2 separate regions of the Hordeum vulgare genome follow, and region 1 is linked to region 2. The links are chromatin contacts, called in public Hi-C maps. All regions are on one chromosome and are shown on one strand. Each heading gives the region's core, a stretch centred on a gene start, on an enhancer-like site or on the middle of the called end of the contact. The rest is flanking DNA. Distances are from core to core; before and after follow the strand shown. Region 1 holds the start of LOC123448284 (myb-related protein MYBAS1-like). Region 2 holds the start of LOC123448283.

Region 1 (3,753 bases), core at 1,164-3,663, 250 kb after region 2:
ATTTTGTATTTGTGAACGGAGGGAGTATTTGCTAAGCATAGCAATAAGACTTGATTTTTTTTGTTAGACTGCACTAGTGAGTTGGCAACGTACATGCGCCACAAGGTTCAGGTTGACACTGAGAAACACAAGAATTGATGGAAAACTTGTGCGGTGCAAAGAAAAGAACATGTGGTTCTCCGATTTCAATAGATAGAAACGCAAGCTTTGCTTTTTCTCGAAAACAAAATATGTAGGTGAACTTCAAGGTTATAGCCAAAATGTATTAAAGAAAAGGAGAAGAAACATAAGTGAGCCCAAGCATTTATTTTCAGAAGACATTTTAGCCTTCTTTCCAAAGGCCAAGGAGCATAATTTTTTTGGAAGGATCTCTCAAAAAAAATGAAAGGATTTTGAGACACATATATATATGAGAAAAGGACCTGACCTACGTGATGCATTCAATGGGCATAGGAAGAGGAACTACTAATTGTCACCACACTGATGATGACTGATCAGTGTTCCAATGAAGAAGCAAGCGAGAAGAGCTCAGATGCGAAAACAACTGCAGTGTATGGGGAGCCTTCAGAAGTAAAGATGCCCAAGATAAAAAGGTGTAGAGCACAAAGTGGACTGCAAGATTGACAGGTTGGTGGCCTCCACATCAGTGCTGCTTCCATGCCTTCCTGGCTTGCTCCTGGTCATGGAAAAATTGTATTTATCTTTTTGTGCTGAGGGAACCTCCAGAAAGAAACAAAAAAATAATTAATTCCATAGCAATGGAGAAGTTAGGCCATGAGGATAAAATACTGCTTATGACCCTACTGTCCACATACCTGCCTGACTTTTCTTAGCTACTGCCTCCATGAAGGCGGATGTAGTATACAGAAGTCAGCAAATGAGTGGAAATTGGGATCTACGCAAGATCGAGTATCTAGTTACATTTTGGTCATATTCAATAACCAAGGGCGTCTCAATATAGCACAGACGGCCTATGTATATGAACCAAATCCGACGAAAGGAATACCCAAGCATTTAAAAGGGAAACAACATCAGTATAGTGCATATCCACTACATAGCTCACTATAGTAGTCAGTATAGATGCACAAAAACTTGCTCTTATTGCGTATTGAGTGGCAAGTCGTGCAATCGCATACTTTGTGTTGGAGTTGTGTATAGCCCGAGATATTTTGTTGTGTGTGAGATAATGACTGAAAAGAAAGGAAAAGATAAAGTCCCCTATGCCAATGATAATGGCTGGCAGAAAGGAAACATGCTTTTCACATCCAGGAGAAATAAAATACGGAAGAATCGAGAGAAGATTATGTCAACCTACATATGTAGCCTGATTTGTGTAAAGATCGTAGACTAGCATATGTGGCCTGTGAGTCTTACGAGTCTACGAATATATGTCCCTAAAGCAAGTAGGGACACTCATGGACTAGCATAAAACAATTCTCAACAGACATACTTCACAGCTTATTATCTACTAAGAGTCTAAGAAGTAACCAAAATGAGAACATACTATTGAATTTTCCATAAACAACACACAGTATCGGGGGTTTTCTGATTCATAAAGATCTGTCAAGATCCATTTGTAAAATGCATGTGAACCATGTAGAAACAAAAATATTGAGGTGGTCCGTATCAGCATGCTCGAACTGCAGTATCCGGATGTAAAAGATTATAGGTTCCCAACGAAGTTCCTGTAAGAAACACGCACCCGCAACAGTCCAGTTCAGACTTCAAACTTGCCGTTTGTTTTGCCAAAGAATTTGATGCTAAAGCTAAGAGCATGAAATTATTGTATAGAAGTATAGAAAATGGAACCCAGAGTAATTATGTTTTCTCTTTCTACTTTTGAGAAACATAATAATACCTGCTCGTCGTGCCTTTGGACTAATTATTTAAATGAAGTGCATATATCTGTACATAAGAAAATGAGTACTAAAATATTTCAAATCAAGTAAAAGGGAAATAAGCATACACTTACTCAACAAATGGTTATGAAAATACATCACGTTTTACGGTTTGCTTCATTTATTTTGCATTTCAGTTAACAAAATTGCATGTCTTTGCCTTCACTTCAAAAGTAATTTTCGTAAATATGCCTACACACAAAATAATGAACCACAACTTACATGCACAGATTGCTCTACTTTTTGGGGGAACATGAGTGTGCTATTAATCAAAACTGGTGAAGTCAACTCATAGAGTAAACCGGCAAGAAACAAGAGTTAGATGCAATCCAAATCCAGTATATGTAGTACCATACCCTTCTGCAGTTTGTACCATAGAGCAAGAGACAAGGGAAGGCAATTTTAATCCAAGGACAACCTCATCGATGATTCTCTATATCAGGCCCACCACGCAAAGAGGCCCCACGAGAGCCTTCTTGTCCTGTCTATAAATGAGAGGCAAGAGCCATCAAACCAGTGCACAACTAAGACAAAGTGGCTTCCTTTCACTAATACCAACCTTCTTCCCATCAGGCTGGAGTTCATCAAGGATATAAGCCTGAAACTGGAGCCCACAAGCACACAGAGGAGGGAGAGCAACAAGGCAGGCTCCCAGCCCATCCAAGGTAGAAGCGAACAACGCTAGTGATGGTGACAGTGCAAGATGAGATGCGCAAGGGGCCATGGACAGAGCAGGAGGACCTGCAACTGGTATGCACTGTCCGCCTGTTCGGTGATCGCCGCTGGGATTTCGTTGCCAAAGTCTCAGGTTTGAGGGGTGGGAGACCTGCAAATTAGGTAGCCATTTTTGCAATCCTTGGCACAAAGATGCAAACAGCACGCAATATCATTATCTCTAACCAACTATCTTCATACATCACCTTATCTATGACCATGTAGGACTTAACAGGACAGGCAAAAGCTGCCGCCTCAGGTGGGTCAACTACCTCCACCCTGGCCTCAAGCATGGGCGCATGTCGCCGCAAGAGGAACACCTTATTATTGAGCTCCATGCTCGATGGGGTAACAGGTTTGGTCCAAAAGAAGATCTTACTAAAGCAGCCTTTTTTCATCTAAAACAGGTGAAACACACTAACATCCTCTCTATGTATAGGTGGTCTAGAATAGCACGCAGACTGCCAGGGCGTACGGACAATGAGATCAAGAACTACTGGAGGACACACATGAGGAAGAAAGCACAGGAGAGGAAGACAGACATGTCACCTTCTTCCTCCTCATCATCATTTACATACCAATCCTGCCTCCTTGAAACTGCACCAATAATCAGGATGGATGAAAGCAGCACTCATAATGGCACTACCTGCTTCTCAAGTGTACTTAAGAGCAACCAGAGTGTCATGGATGGATATTCTATGGACCAGATATGGAAGGAGATAGAGGCACCGGCCATGCTGCCCATTGATGATACATCATGCAGCAATCTCCCATCTCCTCTGCTGCCATTCACTATAGGAGATCACTACTGCCCTCCCGGGGTAATCTGGAAGATGGACAATGGTGATCTCAAAATGTTAGCTCCACAATTTGGTTATGGTAATGGAGAACGTTCCTGCTATTGAAGGTTCAAGCTGTCAGGATCGAGGTCAGGTTACTAAGATACATATATGTGCTTAACAGATTTCCACTACCTATGTAGCTATGTCTGCATAAACATGTATATGCTTGCCAGTAGCTATGTTTGCATTAGTATGGAGGGTGATCTAAATATTTACAAATCTACTGTAACATTGTAAATTTTCAGGTCTGCTTACGATGTGTGTGCCTATGTAGTGTGTAAAATAGCTTATGTCTCTTG
Region 2 (4,156 bases), core at 147-2,646:
TAACCCTAGATGAGAAGTTCCACCGCCACAAGCCTCTGTAGCCATAAAAAAACTAATTGGAAGCCCGGTCTGGCACCCTGCAAAAGGGGGAGATCATCACTGAAGGCCATTTTCATGATCCCTATGGACACCATGATGAGGAGGGAGTATTCCACCCTCGGGGGTGGGGGTTTATACCAGTAGCTATGTGTTTAATCTCTCTCTCTCATGTTCTTGAGATGGCACAACCTTGATGTATTGCGTGCTTTCTTAATATAGTTGGATCATATGTTGTTTCTCCCTCTCTATTTTGTGGTGGTGAATTGAGTTTTCCCTTTGAGAATTCATTTTATTGGATTGAATACTTTTATGGATTTGAGAGCACTTGATTTATGTCTTGCTATGAATACGCGTGGTGACAATGAGATATCATATTGATTCACTTGATATAGGGTTAGGCACTGAACTCGCGGATTCCCAAGGTGACACTGGGGTAATCTATGCATAGGGGTTGATGCACGTTCTCGTCTTTGTTTCTCTAGTAGAAATATTGGGGCACTCTTTGAGGTTCTTTGTGTTGTATTGAGTATTATGAATCTGAATTTGTTTTCGTGTTATTTTTGTACGAACTCTTAGATAGATCGATCGGAAAGGATAACTTGTGTTATTTTAGTACGAACTCGTGGATAGATCGATCACAAAGAATAACTTTGAGGTTTTTCGTACCCTACAAACAATTTCTTCTTATGTTCTCCGCTAGGTAGGAACTTTGGAGTGATTCTTCATCACACGTTGAGGGATTGTTGTGTGATCCAATTATATTAGTATTATTGAGAGATTGCACTAGCGAAAGTATGGACCCTAGGCCTCATTTTCAAGCATTGCAATACCGTTTGTGCTAAGTTTTTTGAATTTCTACCTTGATGTTTTTATTTATTTAGATTATTAAAACATATTTCTACCATCCATATTACAGTTGTGTCACCATATATTTGCTGAACTAGTGCACCTATGCAATTTACCATCGTATTGGGTGTGTTGGGGACACAAGAGACTCTTTATTATTTGGTTCACTACAAGAAAAATGCTCAATTACGACCAAAAATAATGAAGGTGGTTTAATTGGTCATTGATCCATGACCAAAATTCCGAAATTAGTCATGGCAAGTATAAGAGGGTCCAAAGCCCATAATGTTATGACCTTTTGTGTCCATTAGGTCATGATACTATTGCATAAATTGGTCATTAAGTTCTACCAATTGAAAAAAAGAAGAGAAAAGTGAAAGAAGTGTGTGTTGGATGAGGGGAGAGTTTTGAAACGTTGGATGTAGGAGGAGTGGATGGCCAGGATCTGTTTCACAGAGTGATCCGTGGCCTCACATGTGATAGGCTGGCTGCCCAAAGTGAAAAGAACCGAGAAAAAAAAAAGTGAAAGATAATCTCTCTCTCCCCCACGACCACATCTCTCCTGGCGATCCCCATCTCTCTCTCCCCACGACCTATGGCATCCGATCTTCCCCGCAGCCCAGATCCACCTCTCGCCCGCGCCCCCCGCCTTCCCCGGGCGATGTCGTCGTCGTCGCCGCCGCTGTCGCCTCGCGGGGCGGAGAAGGAGGGGGACACCAGGAGCGACGGCACCGGGAGCGGCGGCGGCGCGGTGTTCAGCTACGGGGAGGCGGGGTACTGGGACGCGCGCTATGTGGAGGAGGGCGGCGCACCCTACGACTGGTACCAGCGCTACGCCGCGTTGCGCCCCTTCGTCCGCCCGTACGTCCTCCCCCCTTCCCCTCTTCCGCTCTCCTCCTCACGATTGCTTCGCATAGACGAGACTGCCGCTCGCCTAGTGCCCGAACTGGAGTAGCTGATTTGTGCTCGTGGTGGTGGTGCTTGACTGCTTGTGCATTCGTCTCTCTTTTCCGGAAGTAGGAATTCCCTTTCCGCCTTTTCAGGTTCGGTTCAAATAGGTGCTTGATTGTGATTTGTGAAGGGATGGGGTGATTGGCATGAACCAGCGAGCGGGTGATCTTTTGGATTAGCTGCTTGCACAGAGCACAGTCACCGTATGTTGGGGGTCGAAATTGCTGTCACGGCAATAGTTTATGGATAGCTCCTTGTCTAGGTGGTGATTTAGCTCCAGTGCTTCCTGTATCTGTTGTGTATATAACGACATGGCAATCAGATAATGCAATTCTATCAGTCCACATGCTGACATATATCACTTCCACTAATCTGATAATTATACTCTGGATAGGGTAATGTGCTATGCTGCTACAGTTTGGCAATGTGTGAATTGACAGGGTTGTGATGTTGATGCCACACAAAAGTAGTCATTGCGAACTGGCATAGCCAAATGTGGTAGGGACAGTAATATGGAAGCACACATTTGAAACCAGCACATCTCTATTTGATAATAATCGAAACTAAAACCAACCTTGATCTGACTTGTTCCCCAGTAACCCAAAGTTGCTCTGGGATTTAGTATTATGATGCATGCCATCAATACTGCATTGACACGTTAAACACACGGCAGCACATCTGATTTTCACTACTTGTGTTTTGCACCCTCGATGGGCTGTTCTGGTCTTCTGGATAAAGTTCAGGATGCGCTTCTAAACCTAGGCTCGATGATTACACTCACTCTGCTAATTTAAATTTTCTTCCCATGCTCTGATGTTTGCACTTATGTCAGAGGATATGGTCGCTGATGGCTACAATGTATCCTTAAATATTTTAAATTCCCTCTTTGTTCGGGAAGTGAAATCTAGTGTCTGTTGATTTACTTATGAGCTGTAGACATGCAAATGGATGTTAGGGATATGAGTAAATTCTTTGATGAATCATTTGATTGTGCCCCCATCCCGCTCGCCCATTTCGACGACACCCAGCTCCTCTTCGGTGAGCAGATTCATCCCCCGACCCCATGTACAGTCCCCCGCTCCGTCCATGCTCACCGTCCCCTATTTTTTCTCCGCGTGCGTGCAGATTACAACTTGCTGGAGCAGACGAGCCTGGTGAGGGAGTCGACCCACAGGCTGCTCGGCGACTTCGGCAGCAACTTCGGCCGGAACTTCGAGGGACGCCCGGGCGCCAAGCTGCCGCCGTCGCTCGTCGCCCTCCGCAAGGCTGCGGAGCGGCGCAGCGTCCGACTCTTCTTCCTCCCCCGCGGCATGACAAGGAGGGCGCGGAACCGCTCACGGCACGACAACAGGTTTCCTTTGCTGACTCTTCTTCCTTCTTAGTGTCCATCTTTCGATTGATTTCGGTTAACAAGTGCTATCTGAAACTGAAGACACCGGAAGTAAATGGATGCTGTAGAAAAGTGAAATGCTCTCCATGTGTTTGTATTGTCACTTTGACCATGTATTCAGTAGTAATCATTTTCAGTAGCAGTATAGATTTCTCAAAGGATTAAATGAAAATCTCCTATGTCTAGAACTGGAAGACATCTTAGAAAATTAGGATGCACAGATTCAACAAAGAGCAACCAATTAACTAAAGAACAAGCCTTTTTGGCTAACAAAAACAAAAGAACAGAGGGGCCAGAGAATAGACGAAACAACCTTCGTCACACTGGCTGATGCACACCATGAGGCGGCCATGCTTGGTGCTCCCATTCTGTGCCATGACCATGGAGAAAACAACGAAGCAAGATTCCAATTGTTCAGATTTTCTAAGGGGAGGATTGAATGTAAAATCAGTAGGAAAACCCACAATTTATATGTTGCAGCCGAGCAAACCTGCAGTTTATCGCCATCTTGATGGACTCCACGTTTTCTTTTCTAATTAAACCAAGTCAGTGTGTGTACATGTTTTTTTCTCCTAAGAAAACACACCCAAAAGGCATCATATATATGATAATTATCAAGTGAAATAGTAGCCAATACAGTGGAAAGACAACTTGACACATAACAACCAGCCAAAAATAAAATTGCATCGAATCTCTCTTCTTGGGAAATTGGGTCGGAGGAGAATTGAGCAAGGATAAGAGGCATCCAAGAGTTAGTTTCCAGCTATTTAATTTGGAGAGATTTGATTTTCCCCTGAGCTGAGGTGAGTCAAGGAAGAGAGACTGGAATTTGCTGCATTATGTAGACTGCCTTAAGACTTATCCTGCGTGTGAATATGAGATAAAGAGGTGAGAGAGACAAGAGATTGCTATGGGCATGGGTTTCTGGTT

Evidence for each region. Hi-C and Micro-C count contacts between places; a contact is called where the count stands out from the background.
Region 1: a contact with region 2 is called in a Hi-C map of leaf, with 4 times the contacts expected there. The contact joins the promoter of LOC123448284 here to the promoter of LOC123448283 in region 2. A contact is called at or near these places in 3 of 6 Hi-C or Micro-C datasets (leaf and seedling).

What each region holds. Positions count from the first base shown.
Region 1 is chr4H:164,228,352-164,232,104 of MorexV3_pseudomolecules_assembly, forward strand. LOC123448284 (myb-related protein MYBAS1-like) reads left to right here and starts at 2,414. Exons shown (of 3, transcript XM_045125137.1): 1 at 2,414-2,706; 2 at 2,838-2,967; 3 at 3,052-3,753. The coding sequence starts at 2,586. The coding sequence ends at 3,517. LOC123448285 (a long non-coding RNA gene) reads right to left here and starts at 2,008. Exons shown (of 2, transcript XR_006631649.1): 1 at 1-2,008.
Region 2 is chr4H:163,979,586-163,983,741 of MorexV3_pseudomolecules_assembly, forward strand. It overlaps LOC123448283, which reads left to right and starts at 1,397. Exons shown (of 4, transcript XM_045125136.1): 1 at 1,397-1,746; 2 at 2,792-2,874; 3 at 2,962-3,187. The coding sequence starts at 1,481.